Linked DNA regions of Mus musculus: regions 2 and 3 are each linked to region 1. The links are chromatin contacts, called in public promoter capture Hi-C maps. All regions are on one chromosome and are shown on one strand. Each heading gives the region's core, a stretch centred on a gene start, on an enhancer-like site or on the middle of the called end of the contact. The rest is flanking DNA. Distances are from core to core; before and after follow the strand shown.

Evidence for each region. Promoter capture Hi-C pulls out the DNA fragments that hold promoters and counts their contacts. Capture Hi-C pulls out chosen DNA fragments and counts their contacts.
Region 2: a contact with region 1 is called in a promoter capture Hi-C map of pre-B cells, with 3 times the contacts expected there. The contact joins the promoter of Rnf34 here to the enhancer-like site in region 1. A contact is called at or near these places in 6 of 39 promoter capture datasets (the 3T3-L1 cell line, the C10 cell line, hippocampal neurons and 2 more), 1 of 484 Hi-C or Micro-C datasets (nephron progenitors), 2 of 115 datasets of contacts at active chromatin or transcription factors (the 230-238 cell line and effector CD8 T cells) and 3 of 9 other capture datasets (adipose tissue, liver and pancreatic islet).
Region 3: a contact with region 1 is called in a promoter capture Hi-C map of liver. The contact joins two enhancer-like sites. A contact is called at or near these places in 6 of 39 promoter capture datasets (the 3T3-L1 cell line, the HPC-7 cell line, embryonic stem cells and 2 more), 1 of 15 datasets of contacts at CTCF or cohesin (large pre-B cells), 7 of 484 Hi-C or Micro-C datasets (the C10 cell line, the G1E-ER4 cell line, bone marrow-derived dendritic cells and 4 more), 4 of 115 datasets of contacts at active chromatin or transcription factors (bone marrow-derived dendritic cells, double positive thymocytes, embryonic stem cells and 1 more) and 4 of 9 other capture datasets (adipose tissue, embryonic stem cells, liver and 1 more).

What each region holds. Positions count from the first base shown.
Region 1 is chr5:122,729,345-122,734,227 of GRCm38.p6, reverse strand. It overlaps Camkk2 (calcium/calmodulin-dependent protein kinase kinase 2, beta), which reads left to right. Exons shown (of 17, transcript NM_001199676.1): 17 at 1-3,058. The coding sequence ends at 153. P2rx4 (purinergic receptor P2X, ligand-gated ion channel 4) reads right to left here. Exons shown (of 12, transcript NM_011026.3): 12 at 4,490-4,883. Among named protein-coding and RNA genes, the nearest start is that of P2rx4, 24 kb to the right of the region's middle. Within about 2 kb of position 2,132, at least 141 of the 459 cell types and tissues checked have an H3K27ac peak or open chromatin away from gene starts, as enhancers often do. A contact at or near this core is called in the 230-238 cell line, adipose tissue, effector CD8 T cells and 3 more, where this site is marked.
Region 2 is chr5:122,847,733-122,852,615 of GRCm38.p6, reverse strand. Rnf34 (ring finger protein 34) reads right to left here and starts at 2,428. Exons shown (of 6, transcript NM_030564.1): 1 at 2,318-2,428. The coding sequence starts at 2,323. It overlaps Gm33044 (predicted gene, 33044), which reads left to right and starts at 2,680. Exons shown (of 2, transcript NR_169045.1): 1 at 2,680-2,783; 2 at 2,871-3,166.
Region 3 is chr5:122,797,181-122,802,063 of GRCm38.p6, reverse strand. It overlaps Anapc5 (anaphase-promoting complex subunit 5), which reads left to right. Exons shown (of 17, transcript NM_021505.3): 10 at 1,432-1,613; 11 at 2,590-2,725. Among named protein-coding and RNA genes, the nearest start is that of Camkk2, 20 kb to the right of the region's middle. Within about 2 kb of position 2,798, at least 95 of the 459 cell types and tissues checked have an H3K27ac peak or open chromatin away from gene starts, as enhancers often do. A contact at or near this core is called in liver and pancreatic islet, where this site is marked.

The sequences.
Region 1 (4,883 bases), core at 883-3,382:
CAGCCCCCGGGGCCCAGAGCCGGCCCCTGTGGGGGAGGAGGAAGTGCTCTTGTGAAAGGTGGTCCCTGCGTGGAAAGTTGGGGGGCTCCGGCCCCTGGCTCCCCACCACGCATGCCTCCACTGCAGCCCGAGGAGGTGATGGAGCCGGAGTAGCTGCGTGGACCACCTGACCTCGCATGCCTGGCTGTGTGGCCCTGCACGGGGCTGCTGCACCCTGCGTTTCCATAGCAGCATGTCCTACGGAAACCAAGCACGTGTGTAGAGCCTTGACTGTCGTCTCTGGTTATCTGTTTTTTTTGTTTTTGTTTTTTTTGTTGTTGTTGCTGTTGTTTTTCTTGTGGTTTTTCTTTTTCTTTTTTTTCTTTCCCTTTGTTGTCTAAGGGGACAAAGAAAAAAAAAAGGACTTGACTCCATGTCGTCGACTTTGGCCGCTGGCTGGCCGGACCGGCGGGTGTGAGGAGTTGCAAACCGAAACCAACATGCATTTTGGGACAATTGCTTTTTAAAATGTTTTTAATGCCAAAAACAAACAAACAAACAAAAACCCGCCCCCTCCATTGTGAATTCAGAACCATGTCAGATGTACCAGGTGAATGTGTGTGGGGTTTGAGCTGCGTGGAGAATCACGTGGGGCGAGTCCTGCCGGCTGGGGCTACACTGGGGGGGGGGGGGCGGATTAGAAGGATCGGTGTGACCCACGTACAAACCCCATGCCTGGGCGCCTTCCAGGATCATGGAAAGACAGGGCTAGCCCTCAGTAGCTGCAGGGAACTTCCATGTCATTTATTTGTAATGAGGACTTTTTAAGTGTGTGTGTGTGTTTTTTTTAATGGGTATAATTATAGTCAGGAAAACTACAAGGGCTTGCAGTTGAAATGCTCGAGGGGTACTTTGCACCCCTGAATGCGAGCATTCCTCAGCTGTGGTGGTAGAGGTCTGTCTGGAGGCTGAACACACTTCATGTTAGCTGCTCCAACTGGGTTTCTGAGATTGTCAGCTAAGCTAATTCTCTTTGTAAATTGGCAAAAAAAAAAAAAAAAAAAACAACCAAAAACAAAAAAAAAAAAAACCCAACAACTTCAGGTTGGAATCTGCTCTTTCATGTACATTACATGGCTTACAGCTCAAGAGATGTTTCCAAGTCTCTGACTAGCCAGAACTCCGGAGAGGTTCACAAGTTCCAAAGGTTGGAGCTTCCAGGATGGGTGTCCCTCTGTGCGGCTGTGTGACAGGGACCGAGAGCCGGTGAGACCTGTGCCTGTATATTAGCAGCTGCGTTTGTTTATTGCCTGTGTATTCTAGAGACTGTAAACTTTCTTTCCTTTTCCAGAATGTCTGGTCGGTACAATGAAACATCAGTTTCCCTGTGGGCCACTTAGGCAAGACTTGTCACTCAGCTTAGGAGCAAAGCTGTAGTGTGATATCAGTGACATCAGGGTGCCATTGTAGAGCAAAGTGTCAAACCCCAGAGTGTTCCTCAGGGCAAAGGGCTTTCGGGTTTTTTTTTGTTGTTGTTGTTGTTTTTTGTTTTTTTCCTGTAGCCAGAAACCTAGAGAGCCAATAGGAACCTTTTTGACTTTCAACCAATATTGGAAGTTTGGTTGAAGTTTGGGTGTGATGACCCAGGGACACAGAAGCAAACAGGAAGTTAAAGGGGGGCTTCCAGACTGGTTTCCAGTGCTTTGGTAGTGGCTGTCTTGCCAGTCAGTCATGGGGCCCAGACAACCGACTTCTGGCCTGTGCGGAGGCCAGGCCCTCCTGGCTTCCTTCCGTATGGTTTGTTAAGCTCTTTACTGTGGTCTAGCCGCTATCCCTGCTGTCACATAAGCAGTTAGGATCCAGGTACAGACTGCAGTGTGGGGAGGGTCTGTGTGACCAAGGACTTCCTGTCACTTTTCCCTTTTTAAAATTGAAGGAGAAACAGCCCAGTAGCTCCACCCTTTCTGGCCACAGATGGCATTCCGTTAGTTTGCAATAGCCACCTTATGGTTAAAGCCAACAGGTCATACAGCTTGGTCCCAGCTCGTCTGCCTGGACGCTGAGCGGCCTGCCCGAGTAGGGTAGGCGTGATACAGAGCTCTGCAGAATTCTTGTGTTTACACAACCCCTCTGGGCAATGCCGTGGTTTCTCTCGACAGGATGTCTTAAGATTGTCGGCAATCACGCAGCCACCAGCTGCTCAGGAAGAAGGAATCGAGAGGTCTGCATGGGTAACTTTTTTTCTTAAAGAAACACCAAAGAAAGCTGTGGAAAGGAGTGACTCCCCCCCCCCCCGTCCCCCTCCCCCCACCCCCATCCTGCCCAGCTGCCGTGGAAAGTGTAAGAGGTCCAGCCATAACTAGAGCATTAGAGCACAAATAATTGTTTTTCAAAAGTATCATTAGTGAGGAGAGGAGCCGGGCAGAGTGGCTTTTCTCTGTGGGCAGATGGGCTGCCCACAATTCCTTCCATGGCTGGTTCACCCGTGATTCGCGTGTAAGCAGCTTGGCCTTGAAAGCACAAGCCTCGTTCCTCTCTTTCTGTCTTTATTGCCTCCCCCCATGCGTCTCATAGGCTCCCAGAACACCTTACAGAGCCCCTTGTTCTCCCTTGGGGCTGCATAGGCCACCTCCCAGGGTCTGGCCTTTCCAGGGGACAGAATCCTTATCCTTGAACCTTTCTAGGCGCAGGATAACATCTGTGCAAGTTGACACCAGGTTAGGCCTGCAACTCTCGCCCATCCTCCAGGGGGCGCACTTTACATTGCCAACCACAGCCTCCATTGGCTCCCAAGGTGCTAGGGAAGATTGTTGGTTTCTGTCTTCTCCAGCTCTGTGGGTTCGAGTTTCGTGGGACTTGGGACTTTTATATTTGGTGACCAGTGCCCTCCGCTTCTGTTTGACTCCCCGTGACCTCTCTACTATGCATTTCCCTTTTTATCAGGTGTATAAAGTTAAATACTGTGTATTTATCACTTACAAGAACATGAACTTAAAAAAGATGAGCTTTCGGTTGTTTTTCCACAGGTGATCAAGCTTCTGTGTAAACTTGAAATAAACAGACAGCAAAATGGTGCAAAGCCCGGGCCTCTCGGGGGTTCTTTGGTTGGTACCTGGTCCTTTGCAGCGTTTCTGCTTACACTGGTATTCCTTCCCTTAACGTTGACAGCAAGTCAGATGCCCAGAGCTCACAGCTCATCCCCCACCCCCACCCCGCCATGTAAACTGCTCCTGGGTGAGCCAGCAGCCCAAAGGTTGAAGTGTGAAGGAGGTAAGGGGCGGACTCTGTGAGGTTGGCTAGGTAAGCAGCTGGGAGTGGCTGTCATCACAGGAGACATGTCCCGAGGCCGGGCATTGTTTGAACAGGCTCCAAGCCTTACTCTCTGCCATCAGAGGGGGACAGGAGGCGAAATCTGAAAAGTCCCAATCCTTGTTTCAGAAATATGGGTGTGGTACACACGCCTGTAATCCCAGTACTTGGGAAGTGGAGGCAGGAGGATCCCAAGTTCAAGGCCATTCTGGGCTGCATAGTGAGATGCTACCTAAAAGTAAGGAACAGAGACTGAGAGCCAAGAGAAGGTTCCTGTCCAGAAGTGCCACTGGTGTGTGTGTGTGTGTGTGTGTGTGTGTGTGTGTGTGTAGAAGCCATTTCCCAGGGTTCCTCACTGCAGGCTTGAGGGGCTTCAGGGAGTCCCAGCAGCCCACGCGTGCATGTGTGAGTGAGGGATCCTGTCATCGACTCCTACCCTTCCTGGCTGTGCCCATGAGCAGAGATGCTGCCGCCGAATACAAGATGACCCCGGGTGAGCGAGGCCAACAGTACCACAAATATCATCCCTCACACCCAGCAGTGGGACAGTGCCATCATGGGTTCTCAGCCCCTGAGATAGTAAACAAAGAATGACCCAGTCTTCTGTGACAGAAGTTGCTGTAACAGAGTGCCACAAACTGTCTGATTTGCAAATAGAAATGCCCCAATTTTCTGGAGGCCAGGAACACCATTCCTGCAGATACTAGGTCTGCTGAGGTGTGCCCTCTCCTTCCAGGATGTCTAACACACAGAAGGAGCACAAAGCCACGAGTCCCTCTCTTAAGCCCTTTTGATAAGGCGCTTAAACCCATTCATGAAGGAGGAGTGCTTGTCCCCTCCAAGAGGCTCCGTCCCCTCGTCTTCTCAAGCCAGAGGTCCAGTTTCTAAAATGTGAATTTAGGGGGACCTACTCCCTAAAACTTCCAGTTCCATTTGATCTGTGTTTAGGCGACACCTAAAAAAAATCATTTCTATGTGAATGTATGTGTGTCTCTGGGTATGCACGTGTCATATGGTTGCCTGTGAAGGACAGGCAAATGTTATCCCCTGGAGATGGAGTTACAGTCAGTGGTGACACTACAGACATGGGAGCTGGAGACTGAACTCAGGTCCTCTGCAAGAGCAGCAGGGGCTCTTAACCATATAGCCACCCCCAGCCATATGATGTGACCTCTAAAAAAAACCAAAACAGCCCAGCAGTGGTGCTGCACGCTTTTAATTCCCGTACTTGAAGGCAGAGGCAGGCAGGTTTCTAGGAGTTCAAAGCCAGCCTGGTCTACAGCTTGAGTTCCAGGACAGCCAGGGCTACACAGAGAAACCCTGTCTCAAAAACAAACAAACAACACAAACCAGCGTCTCCTTAAAACCATTTCATAAGTCTTGCCCCCAGCGCCATAAGAAACAAAACCTCTTGCCAGAAGCAACGTGAGCTTTCCTGAGCATGGCTGGCTAGCCCACAGGAGGCTGTCACAGACAAATACTGACAGGAAGAGGCTCTCCAAAGCAAGGAGTCTCTTTAGAGATGGTGGAGGGTGCCGTGTGGGATGCGAGTGCCCTGTGGGTTAGGGCAGGACAGAGGCGGCATGTTGTTACAG
Region 2 (4,883 bases), core at 1,179-3,678, 120 kb before region 1:
ACAACTTATTTAAAAGTTTGGGCACAGTACCTATTCTCCTTTCATATCTACTTTCCTTGATAAATAAAGGCTGGTTTTGGATCTCACAGCAAAGATGATGATTTTCAGAAAATAAGCTACTGCCAGGGAGCTTAATAAAGTATTCTTAAGTTGCAGTGACATTTTATAACTAAACTGAGAAGTCCACACTCTTATCGGAGAGGTCTCGGTGGTTAAAAGCACTGGCTGCTCTTCCCAAAGACCAGGGTTTGATTTCCAGAACCCTTATGGTGTCTCACAACTATCTAACTATCAGGATCTGAGGATACATGTTTGTGGTGCACAGATATGCATGCATTCATACCTATAAAATAAAAAAAAAAAAACTGTAAACAAAACAAAAACCTTAAGGGCTGGAGAGAGAGATGAGCAGCTCAGAGCACTCATTTTGCTTTTACAGAGGACCTAGGTTCGGTTTCTAGAACCTACATGGTGGCTCACAACCATTAGTAACTCCAGTTCCAGGGGGGTCTAATGCCACCTCTGATCTCTGTGAGCACCAGGCATGCAGATGGTGTATGTATGTATGTATGTATGTATATATATACATATACACACACATACACACACACACATACATACATACATACAGGCAAAACACTCATACACATTAACCTAAAAACATTTTTAAACAATTTTTTAAAGCTTTCACAATATCCTCATCCTTAACGTCAATTCAAATGTCACTGATTCCAGATCCTACATTTGTAATCCAAATTCAGGAGGGAGGACAGCCTACATACTCAATTCCAGGCCAGTCAGGGATTGACAGTGAAACCCTATCTCAAAACAAAGAAGTTAACCTACTCCCAATTTCGGCCAGGATTCCAGCAGCAGGGGACCTGATGTTTTGAAATAGGACCGCATGCAGTGCAAGCTGGACTCAAACTTACTACAAAGCCAAGAATACCTGTGAAAAACTAATTGTCTTGACTCCAGCCTCCAGCTCCCAAATGCCTGAGATCACAGGTACGCAACACTGAAGGTATGGTTATTTTTCTTGCTTGAGAGTTTTTTACACACACACACACACACCTTACATTATTGCAGTTTGTAATGTGGCTACTTGAGATCTATCTCTCAGGGGATTGTTGTTGGTTGGTTTTCCACGAAAACACTTGCTTGGCCTCAAACATGCAGCAATCCTCCACCTCTACCTCCTAAACGCTGATCACGGGCTTGTGCCACCATGCTTAAGGGGCTCTTTTCTTTTAACTGGCAAACTCTTTCTTAAACAGGGTGATTATATTTTGAATTACCTCTACCCCATCTTGACTAAGGCAGTGAAGGTGCTGGGCAAAACACTTGCTGAATTTCTCTATCCACTTGACCCTCTCTTCAATCGTCCACAGTAAATCTTTGACACTCTGTGCAAGGTCGTCAATCTAGCAGCCCAAAGCCAACACACTTACTTCTTCCACGAGATGGATACAACACCGTGAGGGAAGACATCACCACCTTCTGACTCACGCCATTTGACTTGATTTTGGGCAAATGAATCAATGCCTGAATTGACTGCTGTACACAGCCTCTTTAGAACTCTCTGCGATGGGGTTGAGAAAATTCATCTCCCCTAAGTAGGCCAAAATCACACACACACACACACACACACCACATACACACACACAAAACCTGCCCTTTTCTGAAACTTCTATCAGTGATTCTCCCACGCTCTCACTCCCACCTGGGAGCAAGGCTGCCAAATTACTTGCTGCGTACCTAGTGGCGATGTAGACACGTCTAGCGCTCTAGGTCACGGCCACAACATTTAAACCCACGGGAAGGACTCCTTGAAGGAGGACACCCCCAACCCCCCATGGGCCACTCAGGTCCTAGCCTCATCATACCACGCAGCGCTCTCTATGCCTTCTGTCTCGTGATGCACCCCCCGAAGTCTGGGTTAGCTCAAGGACTCGGGGGAGGCAGAGGGCACAGCCATGGCCAGAGACACCGAGGCTCTTGCGGCTTAAAAAAAAGCTCGGGACCCCGAGAAGAGCACAGGGCCCTGGGAACAGGGCCCAGCGGGCTGAGACCGCAGGGCCACTAGCCGCCTCCTCGGCCAGGACGCCGGAGGGCGCTGTGGGAGCTCGGGAGGGTCTGCTGCCTGGCCTCTCCGGCTGGAACCGGTCGGGGCCCCACACACACTTCGGGCCGGGCGCCCCGCTACGTGGTGGTCTCTCACGAAGCCCCTCTGGGTAACCGCTGAGACGGAAAACAGGAAGCGCTCTGGGCGTACGGGAGAGGCAAGGAGAGCCTCCCGGCTCCACCAGCCCCTCACCTTCATGGCCGCGACCGCCTCGGCTCGGTCGGCTCTACCGGGGAACTCAGCACCATAGCAGCCTCCTCACACAACGGATCTTCCTTCCTTCTAAGGCGGCGAATGCGGCGCCTCCCGAGACCCACTGAGCGTCCCTACGTAAGGGGGCATGGCCACGCTCGGCTCACGCCCCGGGAAGACGCCGAGCGGCGGGCGGAGCCCACCAATCCGAAGCGGGTCTTCGGGGGGCCCGATCACCAAAGCCAATGAAATGGTGAAGAAGGGGCGGGGTTTCGGGCGCAGTCTTGCGAGCGAAGGGGAGAGGGGAGGGGCGGAGGGAAACGGGGCGGGGCGAAGAGGGGCGGGGCGGGGCGTGACGCGACGTGACGCCCGGTCTGTCGGAGAGAAAGCCGCTCAGGCTGAATTGGCTTCCTATTTTGGGTGGATAGCTTCCCTCGGCCCGAGGCAGAAAAAGAGCTGTGGTGAAGTAGGAAACACTGTTGGTTTGAAGCTTTTATTCTAACCTGCGGAGCAGGGCCTCTCTCGGGCTTAACCCATTCTCCGAATGTTCTAGATCTCATCACCAGGAGAACCTCGGATCTCCTCAAGGAAGAGGGGCAGCACGATCTAGGGCGAGCCATTTAGAAGATGTACTGAGAACGGCTGAAGAACCAAAGGCTGTCCAATTCCAATTCTTTGTCGTTCGGTTCGTATGTGTGTGTGTGCGGTTTTCTTTTTAGACAAGATTTTTTCCTGGCTGTGCTGGCCAGAGAACTCCCAGTTTACACCAGGCTGGCTTGGAACTCAGAGAAATCATGCCTGCCTCTCTGCCTTCCGAGTGCTTGAGATTAAAGATGTGTTCCACCACAACTGCGTCCAATTGATGTAATGTTCAAATTTACCCAAGTACTAACTAACCCTTTCAAAGAATTCACATGATCCCTTCAAACTGACGTCGGGGCAGAAAAACAAGTGGCAAAAGATGGTATAAATTTCTTCAGCCTTGCTGGATTAAGGCTTTAATTAGTTGGTTTTCCTACATTTCTTTCTCTCACTTCAAAATAATATTTGAGGTCGGGCGTGGTGGCACACACCTTTAGTCCCAGCACTTGGGAGGCAGAGGTAGGCGGATTTCTGAGTTCGAGGCCAGCCTGGTCTACAAAGTGAGCTCCAGGACAGCCAGGGCTATACAGAGAAACCCTGTCTTAAAAAATAATAAAATAATAATAATAATTGAAATTTTAGAGCTCAAGATGTTACTTCTTCCTTAGCGAAGACCCAGACAACTCCTATTCTTATAATAATAATAATACTTTAAAATTCTTTGTATCTGGTTTTGCCTGCATGTGTATCTGTGCACCACATGTGTACAGTGATCAGGGAAGTCAGATGAGGATGTTGGATGCCCTGCAACTGAATTACAGTTGTGAACCACTATGTGAGTGTTAGAAACCAAACCCAAGTCCTCTGTAAGAACAGCAAGTGCTCTTAACCGCTGAGCCAGCCCCTGTTCTATTCTTTTTCAACATCTGCTTAGATGAACTTTTTGACAGAACACGAATACAGCTGGGTGCAGTGGCACAGGCCTTTAAACCCAGGATGGCAGAGGCAGGTGAATGTCTCTGAATTCCAGACCAGCCACTTTACATCGTCAGACCCTGGCTCAAAACAAAACAAACCATAGCATGCTATGTCCTTGGACTATGTCAAGCCTATTTTTCTTCAGGCTCTATTGAGATAATGTAATATCTTGTCTGGCACTCAGGAGGCAAGAGGCAGTGGGTCTCTGTGAGTTCAAGAACAGCCTGCCTACTGAGAAAGCTCCAGGACAACCAGGGCTTACACAGAGGACAAGAAGAAAAACTATTAGACAGTAATTTTTCTGCTCATCATCTAGGCAAAGAAATTAAAAGCCATTTGCTGGTGGGGCTAAAGATATGTTTCCCATCAACCACATGCCTGCTGTATGAAGACCAGGATCTGAGTTCCCTCCTTGGCACCTATGTAAAAATCAGGTTTGGTGGTATTCATCAGTAATTCTAGTACTCTGTGGGTAGAAGCAGGAGGATAGCTGAGTTTACTGGCCAATTTAGCATAATTGGAGAGCTCCAGGCTCAGTGAATGACCTTGTCTTGGTAAGATTAAAAAAAAAAAAAAAAAACAGTTGAAGGAAACATCCAACATTGGCTTCCAGCCCTGACCCGTGCAAGTATACACACGGTTGGTTTTAGCTAAAATATTAAGGCGTGGTGGCACACATTTTCAATCCCAGCAGTCAGGAAGTAGAGTTAGGTGGATGTCTGTGAATTTAAGGCCAGCCTCATATACATAGTAACTTTCAGGCCAGCCGGGGGTGGATAGTAAAATTTTGTCTCCAAAAATCATATTTGCTGGTGAGGCAAAGACTAGTTCACTCTCTGAATAATCTTCAAGGGTTAATGAATAAACACATAAAAAAAAATATGCCCACCATCATTAGCTGTCCCAGAAATGCAAGTAAAACTACAGATAGCCCTCCTAGCAGGATTTTGAAAAGAACAGCAGGCATGTAAGCCTTGGGGTAAAGGCATAGAGAACACAGCAGTGA
Region 3 (4,883 bases), core at 1,549-4,048, 67 kb before region 1:
CACCTTTGTCATGAACCGGCGAGACTTAGAGTGGGTATTCCTACGTGTGGTCTCGTTGTTGGTTGTTTTCTGACTTTAATTATTAATCACACCACTAAATTCTGTTGGGTAGGTTTCTCTCTATTCCCTTTGTCCTAATAACATCTGTGAGAGCTCCACTTATCGACTTGATAAGAGATCTTTGTTTAATTTATTGAGCAACACTTAGTACATTTGCACTTAGGCAATTTGTAGAAATGGGCTTTTTTCTTCTTTTCTAGTACTGGGGATAGAACTCAGCACCTCATACACGCTAGGCAAGTGCTGTGCCACTGAGCTACATCTCCAGCCCTGGGAACGCTGAAGTTAAACCAGGGGTTGGCAAACTACAGCTTGTGTATTAAGTCTGGTGCTCTGTTCGTCTGCATACAGCTGTTGAGCCAAAAAACATTTACATGTTTAGATGGACGGAGCCGGAGAACAGCCACAACTGAGCAGAGACCAGTGTGGCCTGCAACATGAAATCTGCTCTCACCCTTGCTAAAAAGTTTGCTGACCCTTGTTTTAACTCGTAAGCCTGACGGGAAGACCTGTTCCTCTCATTCTGCATGACAGGAAGAGGCTGAGTTGTTACTTCAGTGACACAGAAGCCGTGCTAAGGGCGTGGTCCGTGTGCAGAAAGTAGGACTGGCTTTGGGGTGTAGACTGCTATTGGAAGAACATTATTCTGTCTCAGCCTCTGCTGAATCCGTGACCATAGACCATAAGATCTCTTCCGCCCATTCTCTGGAAGTTTGCAGCAAGATTGAGAACAACTTACAGTAATGTTTGTTCAGTCTGTGCATTACCTGTGTGCTTTCTTCTGGGAAAGGAAAGAAACACATGGACTGAATTGAAGTGGCTCTTTATAGACTGATAAAGATACTCTAGCTGTGGATTTAAACGGCTTGTTTAGATGGGCTTCTTACCCTCGAGGAGAATCCCAGACAGAAGCTAAGAAGAGAACTTGTTGCTCATGACAGGCGTCCTTCCCTTTATGTCCTGTTACCTAATATGCAAGCACTGTTTGCTCTATTATCTCATTGTAATCCTTACCACGGTTCTCTATGATAGGTTTGATGCCCATTTTACAGATGAGGAAGCTGAGGCTTAGCTAAGAAGCTAAGTGACTGGCCCTAAGTCACACAGTAAGTAGCAGAGGCAGTGTCTAAGTCCAGGTTACCTAATGCTGAAGGTCTGGCTCTTTGCCATGTACCCTCTGCTTCTCTTTCAGCCCTAGCGTTTCAGGAACATAGCTCTCATGGGTCAGGGCTGAGGTCAGGTCATAGGTTCTTTAAGTAGAGCTGTCACTGTGCATGTGCTGAAATGTGAAATCCACCACATTTCTGAAGAGCAAAACAAATTCTGTCATGTAATCTCTATCTTGGGTCGTGGGTATATCTGTCCCCTTAGTACCTCGCCTCCCTGGGAATACAGTCCCTTGTTCAACAGAGAGCTTTTGCTGGGAAGACGGCCAACAAACTGATGGATGCCCTAAAGGACTCTGACCTCCTGCACTGGAAACACAGCCTGTCAGAACTTATCGATATCAGCATTGCACAGAAAACGGCCATCTGGAGGCTGTACGGCCGCAGGTAGGTCTCCAGGCAGCCTGCCAGAGCCACGGAGGTGTGGAGCCTTTAGAGAGAAGCAGGCGCTATGGAAATGGTCACCGAGGGGTTAGAGAAAACGCTTCACCATCTGGAGACATTTTGTAGTCTGCATGAACTTGAGCAGAGTCTTCCCCATGTTCACAGTTCACTGTCCCCGGCTGCTCTGTGTTTAACCAACCGCTGGGTGATCTCTCCTCTGGTTCGCACATTTCCTCTCTAGCTCATGGGTATACTTGAGCAGTGACCAGCTGGCACTCACACCTCAATCACCTGACCCTGAGCTAAGAGCCCCCCTTCCTGTTCGCATGCTGCATGGCCTCCTTGTGCAAGTCCAGTGCCCCTCCCCACAGCTGCTTGTGTAGACGAGGTTGCTTCTCTGGACAGCTGCAGCCACTGTCTGTTTTCCACTCAGCCACCTGCAGTTTGGAAGTAAACTTCTGAACTAGACTTTCCCTTGGAGCCCAGTCTTAATCTCACACATCCCCTAGACAACCTGCTGTTTCTAGGAATTCCGTAATGAAGGGAGCGCCTCTTTACCAGTCTTGTTTTTGTATTTCAGATAATTTTTTGGCACGGTGTGCTCTGAAACAGCTGCCGACACTGGCCACTGCCTGCATTGCCAGAGCAGCCGGTGCCAGGATGGCATCGGGTCTGAATTTACCCGTGAAACCTAATTAGCATCCTGTGACCTCAGGGAACATCGAGGGTGGGGAGGTGGGGGTGGGGATCTGGGTGCCAAGTGCTCCCAGCTATGTTGACCTTCTCTACATTTCCTTGGGGCCTCCTCGGCCTGAGGGCTGGAGAGCTGGCATGGGGAGGAGTTGCTTCCACACATCCAGAGCCGCAAGGGTTAATTTTCTTGCCTCTCCACTGAGGATAACTGTAGGGCATGGCTCAGGGGCAGCCTGGGTCTGCTGCCTTTATAAAGGGGGACCTGTCCCCTCCTCTCCTCACCCAGCACCATGGCACTGCAACAAGCCCAGATGTTGCTGAGCATGAACAGCCTGGAGTCGCTGAATGCGGGTGTGCAGCAGAACAATACTGAGTCCTTTGCCGTCGCTCTCTGCCATCTTGCAGAGCTCCATGCAGAACAGGTAGGTCGGTTGTGTTAGTGTGTGCTCTGTTGCTATGGCAGCACTGCGGAGGAAAGCAGCTTGGAAGGAAGCCCATGCTCCATGGTCTCTACCGAGGCCTGCGCTCTCGTTGGCCCATCATGGCCACACCTTCAGGGTGGAGCATGGGGGCCTGAAGTGCTTCTGGGGCACTGGGGCTCTGCTATTTCCTTCCTCGTGCTTGAGAGAAGCACTGGGTATGTCTCAGTGGGCCTGGTTGGTGTAGGTTGCTGAAGAATGAAATCCCCCATGGAGATAGTTTGAATATGCCACATTTGTCAAACACTGGGTGTTTTGACATCGGTGAAGGGAACATGAGCTTGACTACTGGTTTTCAAGAAGCGGAATAGGTTGGGTATGGTGGTGCACCCGAGGACAGCCTGGTCTACATAGTGAGGTCCCAGACAGCCAGGGCTATCCTGGCTGGAGAGACCCTGTCACAAAAACAAAAACCAAATGGTAAACTAAAGGAGATGGAAACTTAATGCAGCAGAGATGTTTGTGTGTGTGTGGAGAGGAGAGTTGGCTAATCCAGGCAGCACAGTGATAACAAACGTTCTCTTGGCTCTGAGCCAGGCCCGCCTGCGCTGGATGCTTTGTGTGTGTTAGCTTGCTGAATCCTTTGTAGCCTCATGAGCTCAGTGGGTTTTATTCCTGCTCCATAGAATAAGAATCTGGCTGGGCGTGGTGGCGCACACCTTTAGTCCCAGCACTTGGGAGACAGAGGCAGGCGGATTTCTGAGTTCAAGGCCAGCCTGGTCTACAGAGTGAGTTTATGGACAGCCAGGGGTATACCCTGTCTTGAAAAACAACAACAACAAAACAACAAAAAGAAAAAAAGATTCTGAGGTCCAGGGGATTTAAGTGTCTATCTACCAGTACACGTCAGTTCTGTTTCCAGCCCAAAGGACAGTGAGGATTGGACGTGACCCTGACTTTTGTCCACATAATTATACACAGTTCTCTTCATAGGAAGCTAAAGTCCTGATGCTGCCTCAGAGACCCCTTAGCTCAAAGGTCTCCTGGAAGAGTTATGGGGACTCTGAGTCTTCTTCTCACAGAACAAGCTGCGGGTTAGGCCAGTCTCCTTCCTCCCAGTATCTCTCCTCACTCTTGTGGTCTCCATCATTGTTAGGTGTAGACCCCATCTATACAGTAAAGATCTCTCTGACTAATACAGGAAGGTTGGACTCTGATGGGACCTGTGTGTCCCCATTGGCTGCTGTCGTCCTATGCTCGCTCCCTGAGGTGTTTGTTCCTCTTATCTTTTCCCAGGGCAAAGGGCAAACCATCTGTATTTACTCTCTGCTGTCTTCTAGGAATCTCATGTTACTCTTTTGTTTGTTTGTTTGATTCCTCCTTCTTGGCACTGGAGCTTCAAGTGTTCCCTCCTCCCCTGCAGAGAGAGAGAGAGAGAGAGAGAGAGAGAGAGAGAGAGTGTGTGTGTGTGTCCCAGGGGCTCCTCAAACTTTTTTTTAAAGATTTATTTTATTAATATATGTAAGTACACTGTAGCTGTCTTCAGACACTCCAGAAGAGGGAGTCAGATCTTGTTACTGATGGTTGTGAGCCACCATGTGGTTGCTGGGATTTGAACTTTGGACCTTCAGAAGAGCAGTCGGGTGCTCTTACCCACTGAGCCATCTCACCAGCCCTTTTTTTTTTTTTTTTTTTTTTTTTTTTGGTTTTTCGAGACAGGGTTTCTCTGTATAACCCTGGCTGTCCTGGAACTCACTTTGTAGACCAGGCTGGCCTTGAACTCAGAAATCCTCCTGCCTCTGCCTCCCAAGTGCTGGCATTAAAGGCATGTGCCACCACTGCCCGGCCCAAACTCTTTACTAAATGTGCCACTTAACTATGGTATCAGGAGAAAAGATAGACACTAAAGAAATTTCAGCACCATTCTGTATGTAAGCACAGAAGGCAGAGGTAGGACGGTAGAGTTCTAAACCAGCTCTGAGGCCAGAGGGCACCATGGGTGTCATTCTGTAGGTGCTGTCTACATTGCCTTCTGAGACAGGGTTTCTCACTGGCCTGGGCCAGCAAGCCATGAAGATCCGCCTCTTTGTGTTTCTTTAGTTCTAGGATTACAAGCTCACGTTACCACAACCAGTTTTTCATTTCTTAATGTTCTTGGGAT